2 separate regions of the Macaca mulatta genome follow, and region 2 is linked to region 1. A link is a contact called in public Hi-C data. All regions are on one chromosome and are shown on one strand. The core of a region is the stretch at or near the end of the contact, and the rest is flanking DNA. Distances in the headings are between cores, read along the strand shown.

Evidence for each region. A called contact is a pair of places that touch in the nucleus more often than the background predicts.
Region 2: a contact with region 1 is called in a Hi-C map of fetal cortex germinal zone, with 2.4 times the contacts expected there. The contact joins the promoter of SART3 here to the promoter of FICD in region 1. A contact is called at or near these places in 2 of 14 Hi-C or Micro-C datasets (CD4 T cells and fetal cortex germinal zone).

The regions. Positions count from the first base shown.
Region 1 is chr11:115,641,521-115,649,387 of T2T-MMU8v2.0, reverse strand. It overlaps FICD (FIC domain protein adenylyltransferase), which reads right to left and starts at 3,407. Exons shown (of 3, transcript XM_001095158.5): 1 at 3,173-3,407; 2 at 1,278-1,636; 3 at 1-173. The coding sequence starts at 1,578. All of the region lies in intron 1 of LOC107001006 (a long non-coding RNA gene), which reads left to right.
Region 2 is chr11:115,685,551-115,693,417 of T2T-MMU8v2.0, reverse strand. SART3 (spliceosome associated factor 3, U4/U6 recycling protein) reads left to right here and starts at 3,752. Exons shown (of 19, transcript NM_001257555.1): 1 at 3,752-4,074. The coding sequence starts at 3,763. It overlaps LOC144333019 (a long non-coding RNA gene), which reads right to left. Exons shown (of 2, transcript XR_013401325.1): 2 at 3,749-5,381. It overlaps ISCU (iron-sulfur cluster assembly enzyme), which reads right to left and starts at 2,383. Exons shown (of 5, transcript NM_001261474.1): 1 at 2,217-2,383; 2 at 594-707. The coding sequence starts at 2,330. It overlaps LOC144333024 (a long non-coding RNA gene), which reads left to right and starts at 7,176. Exons shown (of 2, transcript XR_013401330.1): 1 at 7,176-7,298.

The DNA of each region.
Region 1 (7,867 bases), core at 2,158-4,657:
CTGGATGATGTCCTTGTCTTCTTCTGAGAAGATGCCAAACTCGGTGAGTGCGTCCACGAAGTCCGGATCCATCTTGAGGGCATGCATGAAGAGCTTTTGGGCTTTTTCCCGCTTGCCCTGGCGCTTCATCTCCAGGGCCTGGTTCAGGGCGGCTCTGGCTTCCAACTTACCTGCTGGAAGAGAGCCAAAGAAGCGATGTGAGGGAGAATAGGGGGCAGAGGACATTGAGGGGGGCTGTCACCTGTGCTGGTCTCCACGGAAAACCATGATGACCGGCCTGGGTCCCTGGCCTTGGGGGGCTTCTTCCAGCCACATCGTGTGTACTCTACGTGCCCAGTACCACTGATCCCCCAGCCGTGTGGTGGTATGCCAGTCACTATCCGTGTGTCCCCAGAGCCACACTCTGTATTCAGGGAGGCACCTCCTTGGCTTCCTAGCCTCCTGCCTTTTGGACATAGAAAGTTCTGGGCATTTACTCTGCCTGGACCCTCTGTGCTGGACCTTTCCCATTGGCCACAGCTCCCAATGTAGGCCCTCTCCTACATCTCCAGCTCGTCCTGTGCTGGTGACACACCTTTGGGCCTGCAGGGGCCCAAAGGTGTTAACAACTCCCCACTCTTCCTAGACCCTGGGGGCTTTACCATCGCAGGACTGTTCTTTCACTCTTTTAACCCAGTGGTTTGATTGTGCGCCCCAGGGGACATTTGGTGATGTCTGGAGACCTGGTTAGTTGTCATAATTGGGGTGGTGGTAGGGGTGCTACAGGCATCTCATGGGGAGAGGCCAGGGATGCCACCATCATCTGACAATGCACATTCAGTCCCCACTACAGAGAACTGGTGGAGGTGGGGAGCCTACTCTAGCCATAGCCTTCCTGTCCTGGCCCCTCTCGGCCACCTGAGGATCAGCTCCACACATTCAACTTCCTTTAGTTCCTCGAATGCCCCCAGGCTCTCTTATGACAGTTATGTCAGTTATGACAGCTAACCTCTGGTCTCTGCCTGGAGTCCTTTTCCTTGGATGACTCCTACTTAACAACTGGGTCCCAGCTCAGGTGTCACTTCCTCTAGGGAGCCTTCCTGGTATGCTCCTACAGCCCTTTGTGCTTCCCCATCACCACACTTGTGACACTGTCTCAGTCACGTCACCTTGTCTATACTAGGAGCTCAGGGCTGACTTGTTCACAATACCCCGATGCCCTGCACACAGGACATGGCACACATTCTATGTCTGTCTGCTTAGTTAACAAACATTGAGGAAGACAGCCAGTCTCTTACCTGGAGAGGCCTTGGTCTTGGCCACCAGCAGCGTCACGCCCCTGGAGGTGATGCTGAGCTCCGTGGATGGGCTGCTGCACTTGGCGGCGGCATGCTGCGCCCTGTCCAGTTTGCTCCTGAGCAGGTAGAAGCCTTTGAGCACAGCCAAGCACTGCTCTTCCACAGCCCCCAGGGGCAGCAGCAGGGCCAGCAGGGACCCCAGCACCATGCTCAGCAGCGTCACCCAGAGGAAGCGGCCCCAGACTGAGACCCATTTCGGTTCAGTCACCGCCATCACTGAAGCCATCGGCATGAGCATCATCTGGACTCAGGAGAGGGCCCTTTGCGCATGTCCACAGGCAGCTGAGACACAGCAGGATCTGCAAGGAGCCAAGAGTCACAGGAGAAATAGACACGTTCAGGACACGGCGTGACTTCAGCCAGGAAGATGGGTTTGGAGACTTCCTCTTTTAGCTCACTAGAGAGACGGGGTGGGGGCAAGTCAAGGAGTGGATCTCACTAGAGGAGGGACCAGCCTAGAAGGACTGGTGCCACCTCCTGAGCAGTGTGACTGTGAAAATAACACTGCTGTGGTCCAACAATTATTGAGCACTTGCTGTAATCCAGGCCCTGTGCTAAGCAACAAAGGCCTCCCATGGGTCATAGTCTTCAACTTGAGCTGATGTTTTCATCCCACTCTCCAGGTGAGGGAACTGAGGTTCAGAGAGGTGAAGTCCCTTGCCCAAAGTCTCGCCGGGAGCAAGTGACAGCCTTAGGACCTGGAACTCAGGAACCCCACGGCTCTAACGTGTTCCCCCTTTCCATACATCCCTGTGGCTTCTGACTACAGACACTGGATTTGTGGACATATGTCAAACATTTGGGACACAAATGACTGACAGGCACACATGCAGATCAGCCACAGCACTTCTGACACCCAATCTTTGATAAGCACAACTGTTGGGTGGCCTCATTTATTGCCCTCACCTTGATATTCAGCCACAGCTCCCACAGTGCCCTTCCCCTCTCTGGCCTTCCGTTTCTGGCCTGTCCAGAAGGGACCCCACCAGGAGGAGGAGCAGTTCGAGCATCTCGAAAGGAACTCAGGCTGTGGGCCACAGTGCTTGGCCTCAGTGACAACAGGGCTTGTATGTACTTGGGGCTGGCAGTGGAAGTGGAGGGGGGCCAGGTATGCAAACACTATGCTAACAATAAGCACTTATTAAGCAACTATGGTGTGCTAGGTGCTGAGCTGTGTACTGGCCACACATTGCCTCATTTCACCCTCATGCCACCCTATGAAAGAAGAGCTACCCCTAGCTCTATTTTACAGACAAGGGAAACCAAGGCACAGAGAGCATAAGTTAAATTCCAGAAGGCCCACAAGAGGTAAACAGAGGCATCCGGAAGGAAACACCAGGGCCTCTGAGCCCGGTCCCCGGGTCTCAACTTCTACCTTATTACTAAGCAGGGCCTGTGCACCTGCTCTGGGCTGGTACTGACCCGGGAATGACTGATGGATCGGGGGTTCGGAGTCTTATGTGGAGCCTGGCCCTTTGCCACAGAACATGAGAAATGGCTTGCGATGAGCTTTAACGGGTGCGCCTGGAGTGCTGCGCGGGTCCAGGGGTGGCTTCCCGAGGGGACAGGCTCCTGGACGGGGCGGTACAGGCAAGGGGCAGTTCGCCGGTGCCAGGGGTGTGTGCGGGGAAGGAATGCGTTCCAGGAGGCGCGAATCTCTCCCCCACACTTCCCAAGAAAAGGAGAACTGAGGCCGGGAGAGGAGAGGGGACCGGTCCAAGTCCCCTCCAGGACTGCAGAGCCTCCCCTTCCCGAACCCCGCCCAGAGCTCGCGGCCCCGCCGCACCCTTCCCGGCTCCGTCCTCTCGAGCCCCTCGGGCTTGCCCCCTTCTCACCGCGCGCGGCTGTCAGAACCCCAACCGCCTTCCCCGCGCTCCCAGCTCCGAGGCCGCCGGCTCCCGGGTCCTCCTTCTCCGCCGGCCTCTGGCCCCGCCCTCGGCGACTCGCCATTGAACCGCCCGCAGCCCTCGTCTCGGCGGATTGGCTTTCTCCACTTGTCCTTCCCTCGCATTTCCGGGTTCCCGCGTCCGCCTCGGCTTCCCCGGGAAAGACGCGCCGTGGGCCACTCCCATTGGTTGTCGCTTGCGTTTGTCCCGTTCATGTAGCAGCCAATAAGCAGCGGGAGGGGCGGAGCCTAGGCCACAGACGGGAGGAGCAGGTGCTGGAAACCCGACGCGCGTGGGGATTTGCGGCACGCTAGGTGGCTGGCCCGGAAATTCTAAGTTCCACGGCGGTGCCTTCCTCGGGTCTCCTCGTCCCGGATCCGCTGTCGTGTGCCTCATTTTTCCCTGGCGTGAAATGAAGAAGCAGATGCTTTCCACCCCTTCACCCTGTTAGCCTCCTTGACTGCGCAGCCCCTGTTCTTAGCCTCCACCCCGTGCTGCTGAATTTGCCGCCGCCTTCTAATTTTCTCTTTCCCTCTCTGTGTCTTTTCCTCCCTGACTTAAACAACTTTTGTTTTCTTTTAAAATACAGGATCTCGTTATGTCGCCCAGGCTGGAGTGCAGTGGAGCAATTGCAGCTCACTGCAGCCTCCACCTCCTGGGCTCAAGCAATCCTCCCACCTCAGCCTCCCAAGTAGCTGGGACTACAAGTGCGTGCCACCACGCCCGGCGAGTTTTCTTTTTCTTTTCTTTTCTTTTTTTTTTTTCTTGAGACGGAGTCACTCTGTTGCCCAGGCTGGAGGGAAGTGGCGCGATCTCGGCCCACTGCAACCTCCGCCTCCGGGGTTCAAGCGATCTCCTGCCTCAGTCTCCCGAGTAGCTGGGATTACAGGCGCACATCATCACGCCCGGCTAATTTTTGTATTTTTAGTAGAGACGGAGTTTCACCATGTTGGCCAGGCTGGTCTCGAACTCCTGACCTCAGAAGATTTGCCTGCCTCATCCTCCCAAAGTGCTGGGATTACAGGCGTGAGGCACCGCGCCCGACCTATTTCTGATTTTTTATTTTCTTTAGAGACAGGGTCTGGCTATGTCACCAGGGTTGGTCTCAAACTCTTGACCTCAAGCTCTTCCTCCACCTTGGCTTCCCAAAGCGCTAAGATTACAGGCATGAGCCACCCCCTCGGTCCTCCCTGACTTTTTAATTTGTATCCTCTCCAGAAGGATCTGGCTAGTTCTTTTGGCTTCCCATAGAGAAATTTTTTCCTTGAAGCAGAGAATGGAAACCTCCATCTTAATCCACAAATACTGAAATTAAACATCTAGGGAGGTGCCCCAGAAACACTAAGTATTTAGAAATCAGCAGTTCAGATTCTGGGGAGTCAGAGAGACCTGAGCTCAAATTCAGACTTTGCCATTTACTCTCTGTGTCACCGTGGGCATGTTACTCCTAGCCTCACTTTCCCCACTTGTAAAATGGGGACAAACGGCCTACCTTGCTTTTGGCATCCAGTTCAGGATTTGCAGAAGGCTTGATGCTTCAAGATCTGACCTCCTCTGTGACAGGTACTGCTCTTGGAGGCAGGGCTAGGTGGTGGTTGTGGGTGTCACTGTTAGGAGTCACATAGCCCTGGGTTCAAATCCCAGCTCTGCCACTTGCAAACTGAATCACATTCAGCAAGTGACTTGATCTAGTTGATCATCTGTCTAGGCTTTTCTGTAAACTGCACACAATGTGATATTACCGCTTTACAGGGTTTTATGTGAGGGTGAAATGAGATTCTATACATCTGGCACAGAGCAAACTAGGTATGTATATATGTATGTATGTATGTATGTATCTATCTATCTATCTATCTATCTATCTATCTATCTATCTATCTATCTATCAATCACATATCTATCTTTTTTGAAATAGGATCTCACTCTGTTGCCCAGGCTTGAGTGCAGTGGCGTGATCTTGCTCACTGCAACCTCCATGTCCTGGGTTCAAGTGATCCTCCCATCTCAGCCTCCCTGGTAGCTGGGACTACAGGCACACACAGGCTAATTTTTTTTTTTTTTTTTTTTTTTGAGACAGTCTTGCTCTGTCACCCAGGCTGGAGTGTGATGTGATCTTGGCTCACTGCAATCTCCACCTTCTGGATTCAAGCGATTCTCCTGCCTCAGCCTCCTGAGTAGCAGGGATTACAGGCGTGTGCCACTGCACTCGGCTAATTTTTTTGTATTTTAATAGACACGTGGTTTCGTTATGTTGGCCAGGCTGGTCTTCAACTCCTGACCTCAAGTGATCTGCCTGCCTTGGCCTCCCAAAGTGCTGGAATTACAGGCTTGAGCCACCGTGCCTGACCAGAAGATCCATAGTTTTTAAGGAACAAAATCAGGGTGGTGATTATTTTGGTGGCTTCTCATTTTTAATCTTTTCAACAAAGGTCATGAACATTTTTCTTTTGGAGTCCTCTGAATTGCACTTCCTGATGGCCCAAGTATGTCTTTGTAAAAACCTTCCCCAGAGGAGGGCCTGGTAGGTATGGGTGACTGTTGGTATATTAGAAAACAGTGAAGCTCTGGGATCAGACAGATGTGCATTGAAATGCAAGGCCCGCCGCTTGCTAGCTGGGTGACCTTGAACAAGTCACTTATCCTCACTGAGCTGGGTATTATGAGACTGGTCGACTCCTGTCCACACCCAGGTGTAAAGCAATGTAATCGTCTGCTTCTGAAGGCACCCTCCTCTCTTTGTTAGCTCTTTAATTAGCTTAGGCTACGAGTAGTAAATCCAGAAGCTATGCAGGAATGGCTAATGAGTAAAACTTACTGGCCATGAGACAATAGGGAGAGGTGGGGAGTGTGGCAGATCTGAGAGCACATACCTTGTCTAAAGTGGGTAGCAGCTTCTCAGCTGGAACCCATATTTATTAGCTGGGATGCAGTCTAAAAGTGGACAGAGTTTTCAATTTTTCAAAAGATATGTGAGGCCTAGATTTTTTACGCAGTATCTCCAGATTTTAAGGCAATTGGCATGGCTGCCGGCTGGCTTTCCAGGGCCGCCAGATTGCAAGCCCTTTGTAGAGGGTAATGGAAGATGGCAGGGGAAAACAGGAAGACTCAAAAGGATTATTACAGCAAAATGAGCCCATTACTGTGTGTGGCCACCAGGGGGCAGTAATTCACCAGCCATCACTTCCCCCTTTCAATCTCCTTGTCAGGAGTTTACACTCAATTTTAACTCTTGACTTTGTCTGCATTCAGCTGTGTTGAATGCACAAAATATGGTCCCTGAAGCGATATTGAAAAGTTGGCTTTCTCCATCTTAAGCATTCTGTATTAGGTGAAAATTGCCTCCCCGTGGCCCACGGAGGAGTTTTCTAAACGCTTACCTTGACATATGACAAAGAACCCAGAAAGTCGCTGCATGGGAAATGTGTCCATTATGCAAAACAAAACAAGACAAAAAACCCTTCTGCATGTTTAAGGAACAGCAGTCAAGCGCTTCTTGCTGGCAGAGTCGGATTCTATTGCTTAGGAAAAACAAAACTCCCCGGCTTGAGGCTACATGGCATTGAGTTGGCTGCAGAATGACTCGACGTCATTAAAAAGAAAATACACCACACCTGTTCTTGCTGCTTCACTTCTACCCCTGGTTTTTTTTCTCTTTTTAACTTAATGCTGTGGCTGAAAAAGAGAGCCCAGCAGCCCTTCTCCCTGCTACTGATTAATCCTCCTTTTAAGACATACCTGGTGGGGGCTGGGCACAGTGGCTCACGCCTGTAATCCCAGCATTTTGGGAGGCCGAGGCGGGCGGATCATGAGGTCAGGAGATGGAGACCATCCTGGCTAACATGGTGAAACCCCGTCTCTACTAAAAATACAAAATATTAGCCGGGCGTGGTGACGGGCGCCTGTAGTCCCAGCTACTTGGGAGGCTGAGGCAGGTGAATGGTGTGAACCCGGGGAGGTGGAGTTTGCAGTGAGCCGAGATTTCGCCACTACACTCCAGCCTGGGCGACAGAGCGAGACTCCGTCTCAAAACAAACAAACAAACAGACAAACAAGACATACCTGGTGGGGTCAGACCCAGTTTCTGAGGTATCCCCAAGAAACAGGGCTTGGGGGACCCCATGTGAGTGTCACTGGGCTAAAGGCTTGTGTTCTGGCCTCAGGACGTTTCTTGTGTCATATGGTCTCAAATCACCAGTATTTCAAAACTCAGGTATGCCGATGAGTGTTGTTTTCAGAGCAAATCATTTGGGGAAGTGATACTTCTTACTTGGAAAAAATTAAACATAACTGCTTTTCACCTGTCAAACAACTATTTTATTTCTTAAAAACAACATGAGATCATTACAGATACAGAATCCACAAAAAACGAGAAGAAAAAAATACACATTCACAATTCTACTCCATATTTCTCCATGCACATTTATTTATTTTTGAGACAGGGTCTCACTCTGTCACCCAGGCTGGAGTGCAGTGACACAATCTCGGCTCGCTGCAGCCTCAACCTCCTGGGCTTAAATGATCCTCCTGCCTCAGCCTCCCAAGTAGCTGGGACTACAGGTGTGTGCCACTACGACTAATTAAATTTTTGTGTGTGTGTGTGTGGAGACAGGGTCTCACTCTGTCACCCAGGCTGGAGTGCAGTGG
Region 2 (7,867 bases), core at 2,503-5,002, 44 kb before region 1:
CTGCTCACAGCTGCTGGGGCAATCTGCCTCTTAAACACTGAGAGAGTACACAATAAAGGTCTCTGGTTAATACTTTTTTCTTGGGCAGCAGATTATACTTAGTGGTTTCCTCCTGTTTTGTTTCTGTATTCCAAGATAGGTATGAAGATCTCTGGCAAGCTGCCCACTCACCATGAAGCAGCAGATTGGCGCTACAACAACAGTTTACCCAAAGCACTAGACACTATCTTCATGTTGCTCCCAATCTGGGGACAGGTTTAATTTACTGTGTTTCTTATCTCATTGGGGACTGCTAGCTCACTGGGATTTTCCTTTGATCAGTAAAATTTACAAAACTCTTTCGTTGGCTGAAGTTGGAATTTAAACTTATACAGTGAGTACAAAAATGAGATTACTTTTCTATTTCGGAAAAAGTCGGCATAGTACACTAGCCTAGCAGGAGAGCTACGATTGAGGCCCTGTTCCAATCATGTCTAACATGGACTCATCCCATCTCACAGGAATAAAGATGGAGACCGAGTGAAATGCTGTATGTGCAAGTGCTTTGTAAACTTAAAGGGATTATTGTTATCACTATTAAAGACTAGCCATACCTGTAATTTCATTACGTCACCACATGCTGGAGCCCCCACCAGTCCAGTTCCAACATTTTTAGATGTCTTGTCAAGGGACCCCACGTTTCTAGGATTTTCATAATGATCAACAACCTAAAATGAGAGGGTTAAGATAAATCGTGTTCACTCTCTATTGGTGCTGGTCTCTGGTATGGTGGCAAGCTCCTGGAAGTCAGCATCTTGAACCTGGCAGGCAATCACCAAATTTCACCTGAGTAGAAAGGTCTACACTCATGTCAGTGAGAACCATTTGTGACCCCCAATTCCTTTTGTGTCTCCTCTACAACTACTTCACAGATTAGCGACACCTAGAAGAAAAAAATATCAGTGAAATCATGTCTTAATTCCATAGGGTTTTTACAAAAATACTTGACTTTTACCCACCTACATCACCAGACTTGGGCTCAAACAGCAGTTTTGTTATTTTCAAATAAAAACTATCCTCAAAGGATGATTACTATTTAAAAATTCTAAAAATAACTATGGCCCAGGAAGGGAAAACTTTTAGAAGCCTTAAGGTGACTGTTACACAGAGAACAATGCTATGGAATGTGTACGTTTATGTGTCTTTCAAAATAAAAACAGTGCCATTACCGTATTTCAGAGCCTGTCATCACCCTGGTGCAGCAGCGCACCCTGGCTGCTGAAAGGCTGCTAGTCCAAGTTTCCTCGGGGTGTACCCTCAACGAAACACACCGCCGGGAGGGGGAGGAGTGAAGAAGCCCTTGGAGAAAGGGCAGAGGCCAGATCAGAATCAACATCTATTCGAACTGGCACACAGAAGGCCTTAATGTGGTTACTGGTTAGTAGTAAGCACCCCGATCTTCCAGTCCCCTTTTCCTCCCCATCTAAGGATTTTGACTCCAAGTAAAGGCCCCTATAGGATAGTATCTAACGGAGGGACTTTTTGTGCCACGTTGATTTATTCTGTTTCTAGAGTGGCAGTCTCACGTCTGGGGGACTTTGCGTCACCAGACAGCAAGGGGCTGCAAACTATGCATCTATCCCTCCTTCCCCGCCAAAAAAACCCCCAAAACAAAACAAAAACACTACGCATGTTGGTTACAAGTCTGACTCCCCTATGCACTCCTAAAGCAGTAACAAAAACGGTCTCCTCGTGCTGGGGCCTATGTGCCAGGAACCATGACAGGACTCCATGCACAGTATCCTTTGTAAGAGACAGCTGAGAGTCCTCATTTACACCTGGGGAAACAAGTTCAGAGAGGCGCAGTGACTAGCGCAAGGTCATCTGGCCAGGGCAGCAGCGTGGCTGAAGCCGGAGCCCGCTCCGGGGGTGTGTCTGTCAATGGACTGTAAAAGACAAGTCCCAACAGGACCCTGCCTCCTGGGCTGTTGGCGAATTTAAAGTTGGGACGCACGAAGTCGCGGCCAGCGGCGGGGCCCCCTGGAAGTCGCAGCCCGATAAGCGGTAACTGTTGTTTATCAGTTGCAGTGAGCCTCACTGCGTAGCAAGGGAAAGTGAGTCAGGGGAAAGACGTGGGAGGCGACAGCTAGTCCTGGCTGCGTAGAACCCCGCGGCCGCCGCTCCAGCCCAGGCCTCCCCCGAGTCGGCATTCCGCGTGTCCCCTCGTTTGTCCCTACCTTCTTGTGATAGAGTCGGGCCGGGGCCGATAGCTCCCGGGCGGGCAGGCGGGGGCTCCGGAGCAGCAGAGCCGACGCTGCCCGCCTCAGACGGCCAGCTCCAGCTGCCGCCATCTTGCCGGCTTGCGCCTGCGCCAGTCCAGAGCGATGCCGAGGGGCGGGGCGCGTCTGCGAGTCGGCGCCGAGCTGGGAGCGCGCCTCTCTGGCGTCACCGAGGCTTTGCGCCTGCGCCTTACCGTTCCGTGCAAGCCTCCGCCCTGTGGCCCCGCCTTGACCACGCCTCTCGGGGGCGGGCGGGGTCGGGAGCGGGAAGGTCTGAAGTCGCTAGAGGGCTTGTCCTGGGTGCTGGATTCTGGTTGAGAGAGGATCTCAGGCTTCTGCAGTGTGGGAATGCGGCGCAGAGGACCACTGAGTCCACTTTTCCTAACCCTATTTTGCAGCTAAGGAAGCTGAGATTCAGGGCAGTTTGGTCACTCCGTCCAAGGTCGCTTAGGGCTTAGGTTCAATTAGAATTCGAACTTGGGTAGTCCTGGGTTAGAATCCTGGTTCGGTTCCTTCCTGGCTGTGTGTCCCTAGACAAATGGTACCGGCTTGCTAAGTCTGAATCTTCCCTTTTGTATTAATTCGAGGACAATTCCTTCATCATGAAGCCAGCATCTGTGTCGAGTACCTACTATGTGTCAAGGCACTCTACTAGACCCGGGGATCCAACAGAAAGCAAAACAGACGTAATTCCTGCCTATTAAGCTTGCTAATGAGGGAGCAAGGTAGAGATAGAGACACACTCCAGTACTTGCCTACCTCAACAATGGGAAGCTTAAGAAGGAAACGAACACCATGTCCTGATTGAAAAAAAATGAGTATATGTCTATTTTTCTCTCTAAAACAACAGCAAATTCAATTTATATGTCGGTGCCTAGCAATTAAGAATTTCTAAAGAAATGCGTATTTACTGTTGGTTTGCAGTATGTGAGCTTATAAAACCGGAAAACTCAAGTGTATTTAACGCCTCCTAGGTACCAGATGTTTACATAAAGGGGAAGAATTTCTTTGGGAAATGGATTTTTCTCTTGAATGGTGAAATCGATCCTTCCCCGAGGACCTGCAGTTTTCTTTGCGTTTGAGGTGCAGTTGCTGGGGAGACTAAACCCAAGCGCCAGGTCACGCTAGGCGATAAGTAAGGTATTTTTTCTAAGAATCACTTTGACCTTCTCAAGATGGCGCCAAATTCTTTACTACAGACACCACGCTCGCTCCATGACTTCCTCTATGGCCTCCACTTCCTGCCCAAAGACCCAACTTCTGTCCGAAGTTGTGACGGAACGTATGCCATGATAATGAGTTTTTTCTCTGGTGGGAGTTTTTACAGGGGTATAAAATAAAATGAATTTAGTGTATTTGGAGATTTTCTCGTTATCTAAGGTTCCCAGTTTCCCTTTCAGTGTCAAGAAAACGGGCTTTTGATAAGGCGCGCGCCGCGGGCAGCTTCTGCCTCAGCGGGTCTTTGGCGGCCGCGGGAAGACCCGAGAGTCATTAGAAGCGCAAGATGGCGACTGCGGCCGCAACCTCGGCTTCAGAACCTGAGGCTGAGTCCAAGGCTGGGCCCAAGGCTGACGGAGAGGAGGATGAGGTTAAGGCGGCGAGGACAAGAAGGAAGGTGTTATCGCGGGCTGTGGCCGCTGCGACATACAAGACCGTGGGGCCAGGGTGGGATCAGCAGGAGGAAGGCGTGAGCGAGAGCGATGGGGATGAGTACGCCATGGCTTCCTCCGCGGAGAGCTCCCCCGGGGAGTACGAGTGGGAATATGACGAAGAGGAGGAGAAGAACCAGCTGGAGATTGAGAGACTGGAGGAGCAGGTGGGCCCGGGGGTGGGCAGCGGGCACCTTCCAGTCTTTCAGGTCCTCAGGTCCCCGTGTCCTGGCCCGCCTCCCTAGTCCTCGGCGGCCATAAAGCCGCCAAGGCTGCAAACCCCTTTTTCATGACCGTAGCTCCTGTCATTTGAGTGCTTACTGCGTGCCCGGTGCTTTGCAAATGTTATCCCATTGAATCCTCCTCACCACCCTGTGAAGGAAGCCCTGTTATCTATCCCCATTTTATTGGAGGAAACTGAGGTTCGTGGAGGAAAGTCTCTTGCTCAAGATAATACTTCCTGCAAGTCAGGCCTCGTACTTTGATCCCATTCCAGAACTCCCCCTCGTAGCCACACGTCCAACAGTAGAAATACACTCGTTCACAAGAGACTGTTACTTTGTTGTGTAGGAATGACGGCGGTGATGAAACTTGTGGTAGGAAAAATATTGACCGCGATGGTGATAATAGAAATGGAAAGGTTTGCTGGTTCTGGAGGTTAAGGCCTCAGTTCTAGCTGTTCCACCCTTGTATGTCCTTGTGAGAATTTCTTAATTTCTCTGATCCTCTCGGCTTCCTCATCTGCAGATTGGGAGCAACAATGTCTGCATAATATAATTGTTGTAACAGTATCTATAGTCCAGTGCCTAGCATCTAGTCATAACATGGTCTTTCGTTTGTAACCTTACGAGGTGGTGATATCTACTGTATAATCCAGGATCTCAGCAGGAAATAGGTGGCACATTTAGATTAGGATGATCTGAGAGAAAGTAAGGGTGTGGGTAGGGAAATCAGGAGTGAAGGTTTAGTATCCCATGGCTAGTAACTCCAGAACCTGGTGTCCATCTTTGGGCCTGAAGGGGTGAAGGGAATGATCTGAGTTGTGTAGAGAGGGCACCTGAGACCTGCTGATAACTTTGTTCAAGGGATGCAGCCCCAGTTTCCTGTCAAGGATTGGGGTGGGGGAAGAAATACCTTGACCTCCCTTTCTTCCTTCCACCAAACTTCCCCTGCTGGTGCCTTCTGCTGGGCAGACCCATCTGGAAGCTGAAGAGCCAGAAAACCTGTATATGGGGTCTATACTCGGGGACACAGGGCAGGGAGGAGAGGGTAGGGTGTGTTTGGAGGGGGCAAACAGAAGAGATGGAGCACATTCTCTTTTTTTTTTTTGAGACAAGAGTCTCGCCCCGTCATCCAGGCTGGAGTGCAGTGGCACCATCTCGTCTCACTGCAAACTCTGCCTCCCTGGTTGAAGCGATTCTTCTGCCTCAGCCTTCCCAGTAGCTGGGATCCAGGCATGCCCCATTGCGCCCGGCTAATTTCTGTATTTTTAGTAGAGATGGAGTTTCACCATGTTGGCCGGGCTTCTCTTGAATTCCTGACCTCAGGGGATCCACGCACCTTGGCCTCCCATAGTGCTGGGGTTACAGGCCTGAGCCACTACGCCCGGCCCACATTCTCTTTTTACAGATGAAGAAACAGAGGTTCAGAACAAATGATGAAATGATTTGCTTTAAGTCGTTCATAGTGGGATTTACACTGAAAATGTGGACTAGATGCCACACTGGATGTGAAATCACTCAGGGAATGTGAAGTTGCTAATCTAGGTTACTCATTAAACGTTGCTGAGTGTCAGTTTCCTTATAATACTCCCTCTGGCACTGATATTTTTGTTACATTATGAGATAGTGATGTCATCCATTGGTATAGCTTGTCCCACCCATTACATTTGATTGACAGAGGAACCAGTTGGGGTTGGCAGGTAGTTACCATTTCCACTTTTTATAAATAAGTGTACTGAAGCTAATTTAGTCTTATTCAGCAAGTACAGCGTGACACTGCGTACCAGATTGACTGTGTCCCTGCCCTTGTTGATATCATTTCTTCAGACTGCTAGTCCTGGGCCTTTCGATGAGCCTATTCTGTGACGTGGGGGAAAGAGAGGTTTGGGACCAGAGAGGTTAAGTCCTTGATGAGGGTACACAGCTTGCTAAGGAGCAAGAAAGGGGAGAGCAGAGGTCTCCTGGCCACTAGTACTCTGCAGTTGCCTGTCCTGCCACAAATCACCAAGGGTGGAATGGAGTTTAGAATGTGACCACACAGGATGGGACCTGGCAAGTGATGAATTGAAGACCCTCTGGCCTTATGCTCTCTGTCCTGGGGTCTAGAAATGGACTTTTCCAATTTCTCCAAGCCTCCCACCCACCTCACCTGGTCCCACAGCTGCTGCTTCCTGCCGTAGCTGCTCTTATGGTAGAGCATCATGATGAATCGCTTCCAAATAGGTCTGGGAGAAACTTGGCCTCGCCATATTTGAAAGTTCTGGTTCTCATACCTGAGTGTTTCTGAGAGAGCGTCTCACTCTTGCCCAGGCTGGAGTAGTGGCGTGATCATGGCTCACTGCAGCTGGGACCTCCCAGGCTCAAGTGATCCTCCCAGCTCATCCTTCAAAGTAGCTCGGACTACAGGCATGAGCCCCCACGCCTGGCTAATTAAAATTTATTTTTGTAGAGATGGGTTCTTACTATGTTGCCCAGGTAGATGTTGAATTCCTGAGCTCAAGTCATCCTCCTGCCTCAGTGTCCCAAAGTTCTCAGATCACAGGCACAAGCTACCACACGTGGCCACGATTATATTTTATGGAAGCTGGCAGTTTGCTATGGTATCTGTGTAACAAAAGCAAATATTTTCCATTATTTGTGTTTGTGTGCTGAAACTAAAAGTGGCACTTCATGGTCGCTTCAGCAGATTTGTCAGTGCAGCAGTACAGAGACTATGGCTTTGCAACCCTGTGTGATCCCCAGCCTTCCATTGAGTAGTGGAAAGGCCTTGTAACAAGTTATTTCAGCTCGCAGAGCCTTGGGTGTCCCAGTTAGTAAAATGAAGGTTGTAATAGTGCTTTCCTCACAAGGCTGTTGTGGGGTGACTCACAGGCACAATGTGGGTAAAGCTCCTGGCACGGTTTGGTATGTGATAGTTGCTGCTCCATTCTCCCTTCCCTGCCTTTCCCTTGATCGCACCAGTTGTTTTCTTTCCATCAGACCTCTCTTATTTCTCCCCCTTTCTAGTACAGGTAGGTGTAACACTTTCTTCACATTGCTAGGGAGTTCAATCAGTTAACGTATCATTTTGTGATTGGTTAAGTTTCCTTTAAAGCATCTATGTTATTAATCCCAGCTACTGGGGAGGCTGAGGCAGGAGAATCACTTGAACCTGGGAGGCAGAGGTTGCAGTAAGCTGAGATCACACCACTGCACTCCAGCCTGGGTGACAGAGCAAGACTCCATCTCAAAAAAAAAAAAAAAAAAAAAGTCATTAATGATGTTCTAAGACCAGAATAGACCAGCATATTTATCATTTCTCAGTATAGGTTGAACTATGTAGAAATAGCTCTTTTAAATGCATTTCAATATGTATTTAATATATGTACTTTCAGAGTATTTGTCCTTATATGGCAACTTCATCATTTTACCCTGAAAATCAGAAGTTTACACCAAAAGCCACACCTTAAAGGCAGCTTCTTGACTTTAGCGACTTTTACAGCTTTTTCTTCTGCTGATCTACACATGGTATTCATGTGAGGGGTGCTTGCATACATAGATATTCGTGACACTGACTGGCAAGTGCTCTCCCACTCCTGTTCGTGCTCCACAAGCACCTCTAGTGAGTTCAGAGTGGTGATGTGGCGCGGAGAGCCTTGAATGTTCTTTAATGAAGAAAGTATATCCTTCTCAAACTTCATTTCTCAAATATCCCAAACTGCGGTTACTTTGTGTGACACACTTGATACGTGATTTTGAA